2 separate regions of the Gossypium hirsutum genome follow, and region 1 is linked to region 2. A link is a contact called in public Hi-C data. All regions are on one chromosome and are shown on one strand. The core of a region is the stretch at or near the end of the contact, and the rest is flanking DNA. Distances in the headings are between cores, read along the strand shown. Region 1 holds the start of LOC107945985 (probable polygalacturonase). Region 2 holds the start of LOC107945920 (pectin acetylesterase 3).

What was found. Hi-C and Micro-C count contacts between places; a contact is called where the count stands out from the background.
Region 1: a contact with region 2 is called in a Hi-C map of leaf, with 3 times the contacts expected there. The contact joins the promoter of LOC107945985 here to the promoter of LOC107945920 in region 2. A contact is called at or near these places in 13 of 34 Hi-C or Micro-C datasets (callus, fibers, hypocotyl and 1 more).

The regions. Positions count from the first base shown.
Region 1 is chrD12:42,820,772-42,827,340 of Gossypium_hirsutum_v2.1, reverse strand. LOC107945985 (probable polygalacturonase) reads left to right here and starts at 2,596. Exons shown (of 8, transcript XM_041106795.1): 1 at 2,596-3,213; 2 at 3,688-4,005; 3 at 4,223-4,343; 4 at 4,420-4,594; 5 at 4,706-4,776; 6 at 4,857-5,516; 7 at 5,956-6,048; 8 at 6,321-6,490. The coding sequence starts at 3,196. The coding sequence ends at 6,029. It overlaps LOC107945983 (protein S-acyltransferase 18), which reads right to left. Exons shown (of 9, transcript XM_016880159.2): 9 at 5,805-6,569. The coding sequence ends at 6,280.
Region 2 is chrD12:42,564,809-42,571,773 of Gossypium_hirsutum_v2.1, reverse strand. It overlaps LOC107945920 (pectin acetylesterase 3), which reads right to left and starts at 4,915. Exons shown (of 12, transcript XM_016880083.2): 1 at 4,317-4,915; 2 at 4,154-4,236; 3 at 3,939-4,068; 4 at 3,789-3,862; 5 at 3,537-3,623; 6 at 3,325-3,449; 7 at 3,186-3,246; 8 at 2,988-3,041; 9 at 2,806-2,883; 10 at 2,447-2,552; 11 at 2,213-2,358; 12 at 1,798-2,044. The coding sequence starts at 4,497. The coding sequence ends at 1,937. It overlaps LOC107945921, which reads left to right. Exons shown (of 2, transcript XM_016880085.2): 1 at 1-186; 2 at 270-509. The coding sequence ends at 355.

The DNA of each region.
Region 1 (6,569 bases), core at 1,347-3,846, 260 kb before region 2:
TGTTGTTGTAATAATATAAAGGATGTTAGTTTGAATACACTTAAACCTATAATATCCTCTATTTTATAAATTGAGGAGTTATAGATAATTTAGGTATTATTTATATAAAAAAAACAACCGAACTCAAATTATTTCAAAAAGACTACAAACCCAAAAGACGATTTAGCCTAAAATAACTCGAATTCAAAATGATAAAAAAATTACTCGATTTAGCACAGGGGCGCGAATCCAGAAAATTTTTAGCAGGGATGTGAGTTTAATTATAAATTTTTTTTGAGATTAAAATATAAGTTTATTATGTATTAATTTATAATTTCATTAATTTTGAAGAAATTAAACAATATTTTTTAATTTTAGGGGGTTAAAGTGTAATTTTATTGTATGTTAATTTATAATTTTTTTATTTATAAGAGGATTGAATTGAAAATTTTCATTTTAGAGAGTCAAAATAAAATTTCACTATATATTAATTTATTTTTTCTCTATTTATAAGAGAACTAAATTAAAAAATTTTCATTTTTTGAGGGACAAGTCCCTGCCTACCCCTTTTGATTTGCCTCATGTAAAATAACTACAACTCCTAAAAACCTAACTTGAGTAGCTCAATCCTCAAACATTGGTAGTGACCTAACAATTTTTCCATAAAAGTATATATGGAAATTTTCATTTTTACCAAACACTGATTTGCATTCCAAAAATATTGGTTGTGAATGCAAGTTCACACGATAAAATATATCATAGAAGCCTTTATATTAAGAGTTAAATTGTAATTTGTCTCATTTAGTAAGAAAAAGATAAATTAGTCTATATACATTAAATCAAATAGTAAATTGATCCTTTCTATTAAAAAATTCATCCATTTGTATTATTATTTTTGAATAATCTCATTATAAGTTTTGATCATATTTACTCTTTTCGACACAATGCCTAGAACTACTTATAGCCCCTCCCTAACCCATAAATAGGAAGATAATGCGCTTCAGTGCACTCGAACCCACGTCTTATTGTATTAGTGACAATACCCAAGTCAATCGAGTTAAGACTCAACCGACTCATCCTTTTGTATTGTTAAAAACTAGCATAGTTGATAGAATAACCAGACAGTACCACGTGACCTCATGCTGATGTATAGAAACCATTTTTTACGATAAAATTGGATGAAAATTTTTAGTAGAATGATCAATTTTTTTTCGATTTAATGTATAAAAATTAATTTATTCATTTTTTTGGTAAAGGGAAAAAAGTTTGTACGTCACTTTTATTAAGATTACACTACTTCACAATGAAAAAAAAACAGTAGGTATTAGTTATGACAGTGATGAAGAGTTCTCTCATTCATGTCCCCTTCTTTAACGACATTTTTTCTTATTCCATTAAATTACAATTACCCCTTCGTGGCCATGAGATGAAATTGATCACCTACTTTTTTTTAAAATTATTTATAATACTATTAAAAAGAAAAATTAATCTAATAATCATAATGCTTGAAAGTGTTGTTCTGGCCAATGAAAATAGAATTTGTTTTAGGTTTCTTTAAAGGGGTTTAAGTACCAAATTAGGGATGATATATTATTTATATTTAACGATAATAAATTTTTTTATCTAATATAATACTGGTGTGCATGAAATATAATAATATCATTATTATTATTTTCCTCATTAAATTTTGTCTTTATATTTCATTTATGAAACAGTTTTCAAACAGTGAGTTAAAACACACACACAGAAAAAAAAAGAAAGAAGAAGAATACAGGGGTGAGCAGCAAAAATAAAATAAATGAGGGTACAATATTAATATATCATATATATAAAGTAATTTTGTAATTATCTCGAGACTAATTGGATGAATTTTCTTTAAATTTGACTTGATTATTATATAAAAAAAAACCGCCCTAATTCGTCTTAAACTCGATTTTTAAAAAAAATCCGATCTTATTAACTTGGGTCGGGTTAGAACCCGTCGAATACGAATTTTTTTTTTTATCATTTTTGAATCAAACCCGGACTCTTGAGCCATGATTCCACCAAAGGTGGTCGCTTGCTCTTACAGAGCCTGTGGCGTTTGAGTTCACTATCACCAAGCCCACTGGTTTGAACCGCTCGGCTGCCATAGCCCACAGCACTGTTAGGTTACCTCTTTTAACTGCTCAAGCCTATTTCCTGTCAATCTATCAAAGCCATATGTTAAAAACCATTCACCAACTTAAAGAAACTCGATCACCCTTAAATAAATTTTCGAGTTTAAAATTTAAATTTTGTAAAGAAAATCAGGGTAAAAAACCTTTGTTTTGGATTTAATTTTATTCGACTTCAAATTTAATTAAAATTTAATGTAATTATTAGATACCAAACAATGCAATAAAACATTAAAGAACATTGACCTACCTCCCCATTTGTTGTAATTCCTTGTCTGTTTGTTGTTTTGTTTTATAATTATGCATTAGTTAAATATATAAAGGAAATAACTGTATAAAACCCCGTTTTGAATGAATTGACGATCATGGAGGCGGGGTCAAAAATTTCATTTTTTTCTTCTTTTTATTTCATTATTTTTTACTGATTTTAAGAACTTAATTGAAACCAGTAAGACAGTTATCACATGAGAAAGTCTCTTACTATATAAAAAACACTCATCCTATTAAACAAACAAGCCAGGAACACACTGTAACAAAAAAAAAGAAAAAAGCTCTACCCTTTTGTTATCTGAATCTATAAACCCCATTTGCAGCCACTCCATATGGAGCTTGCACTTGTTTTCAGCTAGTTCAAAGCTTCAACTTTTCTGGGTAATCCTTCATTTCTTCTTATAAGTGATTATCAGTGAGCAAGAAGAACAGAGAGGGAGTGTTAATGGAGCAAATGAACACATAAAGAGGGACCCTACTGCTTAATTTTTGGCGAGCAGCAACAGTCACTTTCAATCATTCTTTTTTCTCTTTGAGTGGTGGTAGTGGTTCTCTCAATGACCTATCTAATCACCCATTTTTCTCACACTTTGCCTTATCACACTAGCTAGCTAACGGGATCTTATTCTTGTTCATATGAAAAAAAAGTTAAAAGAAAGACAAACGCTTCCTTGGTTATTCCCTTTCCCTTTGTTTTTTGTTTTGATCAAATAAAAAAGGGGAGATCTTTTTAGTTAAAAAGACTGGTTTTTGTGGATTCACTGAGCTGTCTTTTGCAGATCTCATTCATATGAAGAGCTTTTTTAGTGTGAGTTCTTTGATCCTTGCTTTTCCTTCTGAATATCTTATGTTCTTGGACTTTGAACTAGATCTGAACAAAATGTTCAAAATGTGTTTTGAGGAATGATAGTTTTGGCTCATTTTGGGATCTAAATGAGCAAATGGTTCTTCTTTTTAGCTTTTTTTCTGAATGTAATTCAATTTTTATCTCTTTTTGTGTTAATCTGCTAGTTTTATGGCATGAAATCTGCTCATTTATTATCCATGACTTGGTTGATAAAGTTATTCCTTCATTGCTTTTGCATGTTTCTTCTCATCCACCTATTTTCAGGCATCTTTTGATTCACATTGCTGTTAATCTAGCTCTCTTTTTGTGTTATATTTTCAACTCTATGTTTATTAAGTGTTCATACTTGTCTAAATTACTTAAATCAGTAAATTTCCCCTATCTACCTATCAAGCTATAGCATTCATGGTTAATTTTGTATGCATTTGTTTTCAGCTGGTGTATCTGCTTCTCGTACTTGCATTTTTCAGTCATATTACATGGGCTGTCAAGGGCAACTCGCTTTGCAAACAGACCGGTATGGGGGAGATTCGACCTCACAGTGTCACCATTACTGAATTCGGTGCAGTTGGAGATGGTGTTACTCTCAATACAAAAGCCTTTCAGAATGCTATCTTCTACCTCAATTCATTTGCTGATAAAGGTGGGGCCAAGCTTTTTGTCCCGGCTGGCCGGTGGTTAACAGGAAGCTTCGATCTCATCAGTCACCTAACTTTGTGGTTAGATAAGGATGCAATAATTCTTGGATCAATGGTAAGTCCGTAACTTACTTCAAAAGAACATTTACCTGTAGGACATGCTATATGTAATGAACGGTTATATGCTTTCAAACATGATTCATGATCATCAATTCTCGACTGCTAGTCTATTTGATATCTTGCTGTAGGTATTTCTATCCGTCATCATAAGCTACCACTGGTGTTTTGTTCTTATCACTTATCATATAACAGCATAGCTCCTGTTGTTTCAGAATTCGGATGATTGGCCAGTCGTTGACCCTCTGCCATCCTATGGCCGAGGTAGGGAGTTACCTGGTGGAAGGCACCGAAGCTTAATATATGGTCGCAATTTGACTGATGTAATCATAACAGGTTAGGAACATTGATGAGAAATCATCTTCCATAAGCCTTTTATTTCTTCTATTGATGCCACAGGTTCTTCATGCAGGTGATAATGGCACTATTGATGGCCAAGGTTCTGTTTGGTGGAACTGGTTTAGAAGTAAAACTCTGAACTATACTCGGCCCCATCTGGTTGAATTAATGAACTCAACTGGTGTTGTAATCTCGAACTTGACTTTCTTGAATTCTCCATTTTGGACCATTCACCCGGTTTACTGCAGGTTAGTGGTCTTCCCATGCTCTTCTTTGAATGTTGTAAGCAAATTGTCTACGACACCAGTTTTAGAACAGAACTATCAAGAGTAAGTCGACTTTATTTTCTCGATTTACAGCCATGTCATAGTCCAGGATGTCACAATCCTGGCTCCTCTGGATTCACCAAACACGGACGGGATCGATCCAGGTGAATTCTTTTTAACTTTTCCCAGTTTGCCAAGTTAACCTTTAACTCTTTTTCTTACTGATACGATCAAATGCATCTAGATTCTTCCGATGATGTTTGCATTGAAGACTGTTACATTAGCACCGGTGATGATCTAATTTCCATCAAAAGTGGGTGGGATGAGTATGGCATTTCATTTGCTCGTCCCAGCAGAAATATTATCATCCGCCGGCTTACTGGACACAACCAAAACGGCTCTGGAATTGCAATTGGAAGTGAGATGTCCGGAGGTGTTTCCGAAGTTTATGCAGAAAATATCTATTTTTTCAATTCAAGCACCGGTATTATATTAAAAACAGCTCGTGGAAGGGGTGGTTACGTGAGAAACATCTATATATCAAATGTTACTTTGGTTGGTGTAGACACAGCGATATTCTTCAATAGTAATTTTTCTCAGCATCCAGATGAGTTTTACGATCCAAATTCGCTCCCTGTGATAGAAAGGATTACTTTTAAAGATGTCATAGGAGATAACATAAAAGTTGCAGGCCTCCTCAAAGGTATAGAAGGGGACAGTTTTCGTCATATTTGCTTATTGAATATTACTCTCGATGTAACCACCAAGTCTCCATGGAACTGCTCGAACATTCAGGGATACTCCTCATTGGTTTCCCCAGAAATTTGCGAACCTCTGAAGGAAAGTATCTACCCCAAGCATTATTCAGATTGTTACCTACTACCGAACCATCTGCGGAGTTCAGGTAATCAAAACAAAGGTTCTTGGCTGTTTTCATCGTAAATAGTGGACGTATAGCAACCCTCTTTCATGAATTTTGAATTCTTTACTTCCAATTTTGATTCTTACCATTTCTCAAAACAAAACAGCCCGTCACCTTGCCAAGGAAACGTTTCCCGACATAAGAAGTTGATTGGAGTAGCTGATTTTGTGGTGGTTTAGCTTGTGAGATAGTGTTGAGAGATTGTTTATTGTAAACTTTTGTGTGTAGTAGTAAATAATTGGGTGACCTTTTTTCCTCTTCTTTTTTTTGTCCTTTGGCTTGTGGTATAGTCTGAAATCTCAACATGTTAAAATTTTGTTATTCAAAAAGTTCAATGAAAACAGAATCATAGAAATATTTAAATAAAAATGTGTAAATTTATTGCTTGTGTTGCCTTTATTCTGATTGTGGGACTATACAGCCTGTTTCCTGGAAAGTTGTACCCCTTTGTATGAAAGGGCAAGGCCACTTTTCATGCTTTGGAAGTATATGTGAAGGAAGTTCCCAAGTTAAGGTACCCACAATAATGACTTGATAGCCTCATTTCTTTGTTTTTGTAAAACAGTACAAGATTCTTTGTATCAATGCATGTGCTTAGTTTGGTCCTAAGTTGTTCAACTGTATTTGTATTCATCGATCTAAAATGAGTATCACATTGTTCGAAATGAGTTCAAAAACGAAAAAAATTAAATCAGATGTTTCATCAAGAATTCACACAAACAACCAAATGAATCTTTGTTTTTTTTCATCTTGGTGATGCTTCACTTTCATCTTTCTTTATGACAGAACATAAAACTTGCCTTGAAATGTATGTTTCAAGCTCCCTGGAAACCTCGGTTAACTTCAAATCGAAATTGCTTCTGTACTTTTGTTTTGGTGACGGTGATGGCATAGCAGAAAACATAGTTGGAGAGCCTGAAAATCGACGCCTCGGGCTTGTAAGTCTTCCTGGTGAACCTGGAATTCTGCCTTTAGAAACTAGAGGTGTTGCAGCTGTTCCTGAATTGGCCATATTTCTTTCAGGGTTCATTAATG
Region 2 (6,965 bases), core at 3,666-6,165:
TGGTGATTACGAGACCTAAAGGTGGAAAACGATCGTTGTGTATGGATATGGAGGAAGTGAAGGCATGTAGGGACTTAGGGTTGGAATTAGAGATGCCTGGTCGTGTTTCATTATCAGGTTCCGCCATTGATAATACTAGTAGTGGTGGTAATTCCCCCATTGCTAATTGGTGTATCTCTAGCCCTGGTCAGTGTTGTCTTTTTTATTTTTTATGTAAAAAGGGTTAGTATGTTGAGTTTATTTGATGGGATATGGGTTTGGTTTTGCAGGTGATGATCCTAGAGATGTCAAGGCTCGGTTGAAAGTTTGGGCACAAGCAGTGGCTCTTGCATCCACTTCCAGGCATTGTAGCTGACACTTCACTACAAATTTTGGTTCCAAGTTTTGTGCTTTTTTGGTGGAATGTATGTGGTATGGTTCTTGGCAGGTTTGTTTTGAAACATTTGTATCGAGCTAGTATTTTGTTGATTTTACTTTAAAATGGGATAAATTAATTTTTGCTGGTTAAATCAAAGATTAAATTGATGTTTTATTTTTTAATTTTATCCATTTATATTATTAAAAATTGATTTAATTGACAAAATAATTAATTAGTGACACGTGGAATGCTACATATATCTCATAGTTTTAAACCGTAAAAGTGGATAAAATTTTTAATTAAAAAATAAATTTGTTATTTGATCTTAAGCACCCTAATTAATTTGTTGAATTATATTTTGGGTTTGGCATTAGAGAGATGCATGTACCCATTTTTTTATTACTTTGTGTATAGGGTTTAGGGCTTGTAAATATAACAGGATGGGCTTAAATTGCACTTTGTGAAAGCAGTAATTTTCCCAGTTTCATGTATTCTTTGCTGATCTGTTTTATGTTTTCAATGTTTTGAGATTATTTTTTATTTTTGTATTTGTTTTTACAATTCATAAAAAATGGTTTTTTTTCAAGGTTTATAATTGTCACCTTTCCTGAAAGTTCAGTTTGTATTTGAAATTTGATTGAATATGTTGTAACGAAACAAATTCAAATTGCCCCCTCAATTCACAAATGTTCCAAAATGATGATTTGTTTATATATTCCAAGAGCAATAAAACAAGGCCTGGGTCATATGTTCATCATTAGGTTAAGAAAGAACCATAATTTCAATGGCATATGCCAAGAATATGATCAATGCATAAACATGATTGAGTACAGCCATTCAAAGGCATCAACAATGGCAACCACAGGATAGCTTAAAGAGAAATGCAGTGGCCACCAAAACAAAGTGCTTTGTATGAATGATTTTGAGACGTTATAAGGCAAAAGATCCAACATATCTAGCTGGACGTTGACTTGAAAGTTATAAACTTATTGGCCATTGTTCAAACTCAAAAAGGATAAAAATACCATAGAGACCCCTACACTAACAAACCTATTGCATTTTACCCCCTTAACTAAAAAAAATGAGCAAATTAACCATTTTATGTTAGATTAAAGAACAAGCTGATTCTCTTTGTTAAAAAATTCATCTATTTCTACAGTTAAGAATTGACGTGATCGACAAAATAACCATAAACTTACATGCGACGTGCCATATGTACCTCATTCTGACATACAAAGATCAATTTTTAACAATAGAAACAAGTTGTTCTTTATTCTAATGTACAAGAACAAATTTGCCCATTTTTGTGAGGGAATAAAATGTAATCCAACTCCTAGTACAAAGGCCTCTATGGTACTTTTACCACTCAAAACCAATGATTCATTTGGAGCCACAAAAAAACACATTATATATATTTTTTGCTCATTGGCATGCTCAGATATCAAAGGTCTATGGAGGCATTTATTGCTTATTATAAAATCATATGAATGTTACAGTTTCCACAAATTCTCAATTACGGAAAAGAATAATTATGGAAGCCATAGAGGCCTCAACAATGAGTCAATGAAAATTTCCCACTCACTTGAGGATAACATCGTGACAAGTTTTGTCGCAAGAGTATGGACAGTCGATAGCTTTAACGGCTGTTCGGTCAAAGAACCAATCTCCGACCGACACTGCAATTCCCTGCATGGACAACGGAATCAAAGTAAAGTGATATAAAATCAGAGCCTCGCATGCAGAGAGCCTTAGCAAGTATTTTGATCATAAAGTTTGAAATTAAGTAGTCCTATGGAGTTTTATGTTCAACCCACCGCATTAATGATTCTATGCTCGAATATAGATGGGATGTACCTTGTTTCCAATACGAGGAGAATCATTCTCGTACCAAGTATCTTTTCTCTCTGACTGGCAGTGAGCAAAACAAGAATTTATGAATAAACCATTTTGATTGGACTCAGAGAATATTTTTACGGCATCGAGCATTTGGTTCCTAAAGTCTGTTTCGATGTTAGAAAGAAGAGAAAAAGAGAGGTTGAAGGAAAAACTTGAAACATAACATAAATGGAAACAAAACTCGAAAATGACCTTGAAAAAACTGAATCTGCGATGAGTTGCAATGAGAACGATCCGTTTTGCACGCACGCCACAAGCCATGCGGATCAGCCAGTGATGGAATTAAACTCTGGTCAACCTGAAAAAATAGAAACCAGAGATTTAAGCAAAGTTATTCAGCATTCAAGAGATCATCTAAGTCTTGAGACAAATCTCTTCGAGTTTATATATAGTACAGCATTGTTTCAGTTCAAAAACTCGCTGTCATAGATAAAACAAAGCGGAATAGGACCTAACACAAAAAGTTTAGCACTAAGAACTCTCATCTGGTAAAAACAAAAGAAATGAAAATGCGAAAAGAAGAAATAGAAAGTAACAAAAAGAGTGATTACCTGCCAAGCATCATAGGCTGCATTGAGAAGAAACATAGGGGTCTTGACATTTGAAACCAAGTTTTGAGGGAAGAAACACTGCAAATGAAATATAGAGTTAGGGGATTTCTTAATTAGTTCGATTTACTTTCTAAATGTAATCTACTACATGAATGCTGATCAAGAAAGCAGAAATGTTTTACCGAAGTTGGATCCTTTTGGCTGGTACAAGTACTTGGCAGATTCTTTTGTACACCCTAAAATACCATAGCAATGAAAATAGATTTCATGAGAACGATAGTTGATTACTCATAAAAGATTCTACTGCACGAAACCTTACGTTCGACTCATTACTCGAGTTTTGAACAACGCATACCCTACAAAAGATGCAAAAGTAGTACCTGCAAAGTAACCACACCTTCATACATATCCCTTAAGGTATGGCCACCAGCAACATTTGTTCTGCATAAGTAACGAAAACAATGATTTTAAGACTACATTTCAGTAATCGAAGAGAAACTAATGTAGCTAGTTCATTACGCGTCAAGGAACAGTCCAGCATCACTTAGACATTTCACTTTGGTAGTTTCCGGAAACAAATTCTTAAATTCATCGCAATGAAGAATAGAAGCTAGACCCCCAGCTGAACATCCAGAAAGAATTGCCTGAAACAACAACAAATATATACATATATAAAACATACTAGACATCCAAAACTGAAAACCGAAAATAACTCACGAGAGATGCAAAACCTGATTAGCATTTTGCATTCCTTTGGCCATTAATTCTTCCATGGCAGCTAACCAGATCCTTTGTCCTCTAAAATAAAGCTTGTTAGCCTGAAAAGTAAAATCATTGAATACCATGAATATGTCACCAATGTTTGACAGTAAAAATCAATCACCATTTACATATTTAGAAGTGGGTTTTCAATAATCAAATTAAACAATTCACTATAAATCAAACTTAGCCATTAATATAGTAAAACAGTGCTGTTTGCTAACCTCATTTTGGCCCTCACCAGCAAAAGATGCCCCATCACAGTAACGTACCCTAACTCTATTCCAATTGTAGAAATCTAAAAGATTCAAAAGACCCCATTAAGCTTTTTATGAAGAAATGCTACTGCATATATATATATAATTATTACCAACCAGGATTTTCTTCAGCTTTGTTGCTCAAAATTCCAGTGAAATTTATGGACTTCTCCATAAATTTCGATGAACCACGCCTTGTAGTTTTGCGGAATACACAACTTCGAATGGTATTACACCATCCACCTCCCTAAAAACACACAAAAGAGATCATCAAATGACAAATAGTTAATAGCGAACCAATAACAATCAAATCTTCTTTTCAAAACCCAAACCTCTAAATGGATAACCCAACTGTTTGCACCTGACCCGAACCCACGATGAAGATGATAACCAGGAAGCGTTCCATCCAAACAAACTGTGACACAAAATACATCAAAAAAAAAAAAACCCAACAGGAATCAAGAATCTGATATGTTTCTTTTTTCAGGGAATTACCAGCTCCTTTAGAAGCAGCTCCTTGAATGAGAGTGAGAGGAACTATAAGAGTGGTGGTACTACCAGGGGACATTGTAACTTCTTCATCTAAATACGAAAGGAAACTCTCAGATCGGCTCAAATCAATCCCAGAAACACTCCATAAACCCAAAACCCATAATAAAACAAGCTTCATTATCATATTTTTTTGTTTCTATATTGTCTTTTCAACTCTGGGTAAAGCTTAGTTTCAAAAGGTTATCAAGAGATATATGAAAACACCGTGAGTGCAATAATGGGTAAAGAAAATCTAGGCTATGATTTTGATTTTCCTAATTATGGAATTTAACAGAAATGAAGGCAACTTTCCATAGTTTACACCACTTGTTTGGTCACGGCCATAATTATCCCTTTCTTTGGGCATGGAGCAGCCCCCCACTCAGTTCTCAATAGTACTCATAACATGCCTTTCTTTATCATTATCTTCCCTAACTACCACAGTTTTCTTGAATGATCCTACTTGAATCACTCCCCACTTTTTTTCTTTGATTGGTGAACACGTTTGGTCTCTTCTTGAATTGAAAATCAAGTTGGATCGAATCTGTGAATAAGAACAAAAATATTGCCATTAAACTCAACCGATGTTGATTAAGACTTAAGAGTTGCAACAACTTTTAGGTTAAATTCCGTTATTAGTCCTTGTATTATGCATAAGTTGTAGGTTTAATATTTATATTTTTAATTTGGGTAAACTACACCTATTGTCACTAAAACTATTAGTTAATTTACGTTTTGGTCACTTAACTTCAAAAATTACAAAATAATCACTTAACTATACAAAAGTTTTCATTTAAATCATTAGGCTGTTAAAATCATTGTTGTATGGCCATTTTCGTTCGATTCACTTGCACCAATCGAAAGCTCTTCTTCCACTTCACTTTTATAGCTCACAGTTTTTTTTTCATGAAACAACTCGAAACATGACGAATATACGAACCAAAATCCAAACAACCTTTTTTTTATCTCTGGCATTGATCACCAAATCAACTTGGATATAGGATATGTTCTACTCGTTGATGGGTATTGATCCACAGTATCAATCATCACTTGGAGCTTGCTAGCCGAACTTAAAAAAAAAAAAAACTTAATGGTCCAGTGACTTAAATACAAACTTTTGGATAGTTCAGCGACTTAAATCAAAATTTTCAAATAATTCAATGACCATTTTGTAACTTTTTGAAGTTGAGTGACCAAAGCAAATACTTACCAATAGTTTAGTGACCTTGGGTGTATTTTACTTTTTTTAATATAGTAAATTTTAATTCGTTACTTTTCGAATGTTATCATTTAAGTCCTTACCCAAATGGTAGCAATTGAATTCATTAGGTTAAATTCTGCAATTAGTTTTGTATTATGCGTAAATCATTAATTTACATGTTTTTCAATTTGATCATTTTTAGTCCCTATACTCTTTTTAATTTTGAAATTTCAATCCTAACTTAGATGACAGTCACAAATCAATTAACTGGCCTTTTTTTATTAGTATTATCTAAAAATAGCAAGCTAACATAGTATTATACATATAATACTATGTTTGTCACATTAGATTTTAGAAATCGTATAACACAACTTAATGAATTTAACGACTACCACTTAATCAGGACTGAAAATTTAAATTTCAAAAAGTATTAGGACTAAAAATAATCAAATTAAAATATAGGGACTAAATCTATAACTTATGCATAATACAAGGACTAATAGTAAAATTTAGCCCAACTTTTACAACTTTAATTTTCATGTCCACGCAAATCTTTTTGGGGTTTGAATAGGAAGGAAGAGAGATAAACGGAATATTTTGGGATTGCAGGCAAAGAAAGACTCGAAGTAGTAAATTTTAAAAGGTTAAAATACGCTGTCAATCCTTGTACCTTTACAGAATTTCAGATTTAGTCCTTGTACTACAAAAGTTATTCCATCCTTCTACTTTTTCAATTTAAAAATCCAAGTCTAATCATTGTTGTTGTTAGCAGTTTCTATCAAAATTTATCAACTTATCATGTTTATTTTCTGTTAATCATATGATACATCATATGAGGACTGCCTAATCAAGTTTCAAGTTGACAAATATTGACAGAAAATACTTACAATTTTAATGACCATACTAAGAATTTTAAATAAAAAAAGGATTTAATTTTGAACTTTTTATAAAGACTAACAACATACTTTAACCAATAAAAAATAGGTTAATTGTATCGAATGTCCCCAAATTATGGTTTATATTTTAAATGTCATAAATTTCAGAATATAAACTTGTTTAGTCTGTATTTTCATTAAAATTTTAATATTTTAGTCAATATTTTCGTTAAAAAAAGTAATAATTTGACTCTCTTTAAAAGGTCGATAGTCAACTTTGACTTTTTTTAAAAAAAGTTGGAGGCTGAACTTAGCTCAAAAAATAATAAGAGTTAAATTTACAAAAGATATAAACGTTAAGGGCTAAATTTATCATTATACCTTCAAATTTGATACATGTGTTTTAATACCCAAGCTAACGAAAGGGATCAATCGATGCAATGTTGATACTTTGATGGTCAAATTAAAAAAGTTTTGAAATTTAAAGATGAATATTAGTTGGTCCAAAATGGGTCTTTTTAGTCTTAGGGACCATAT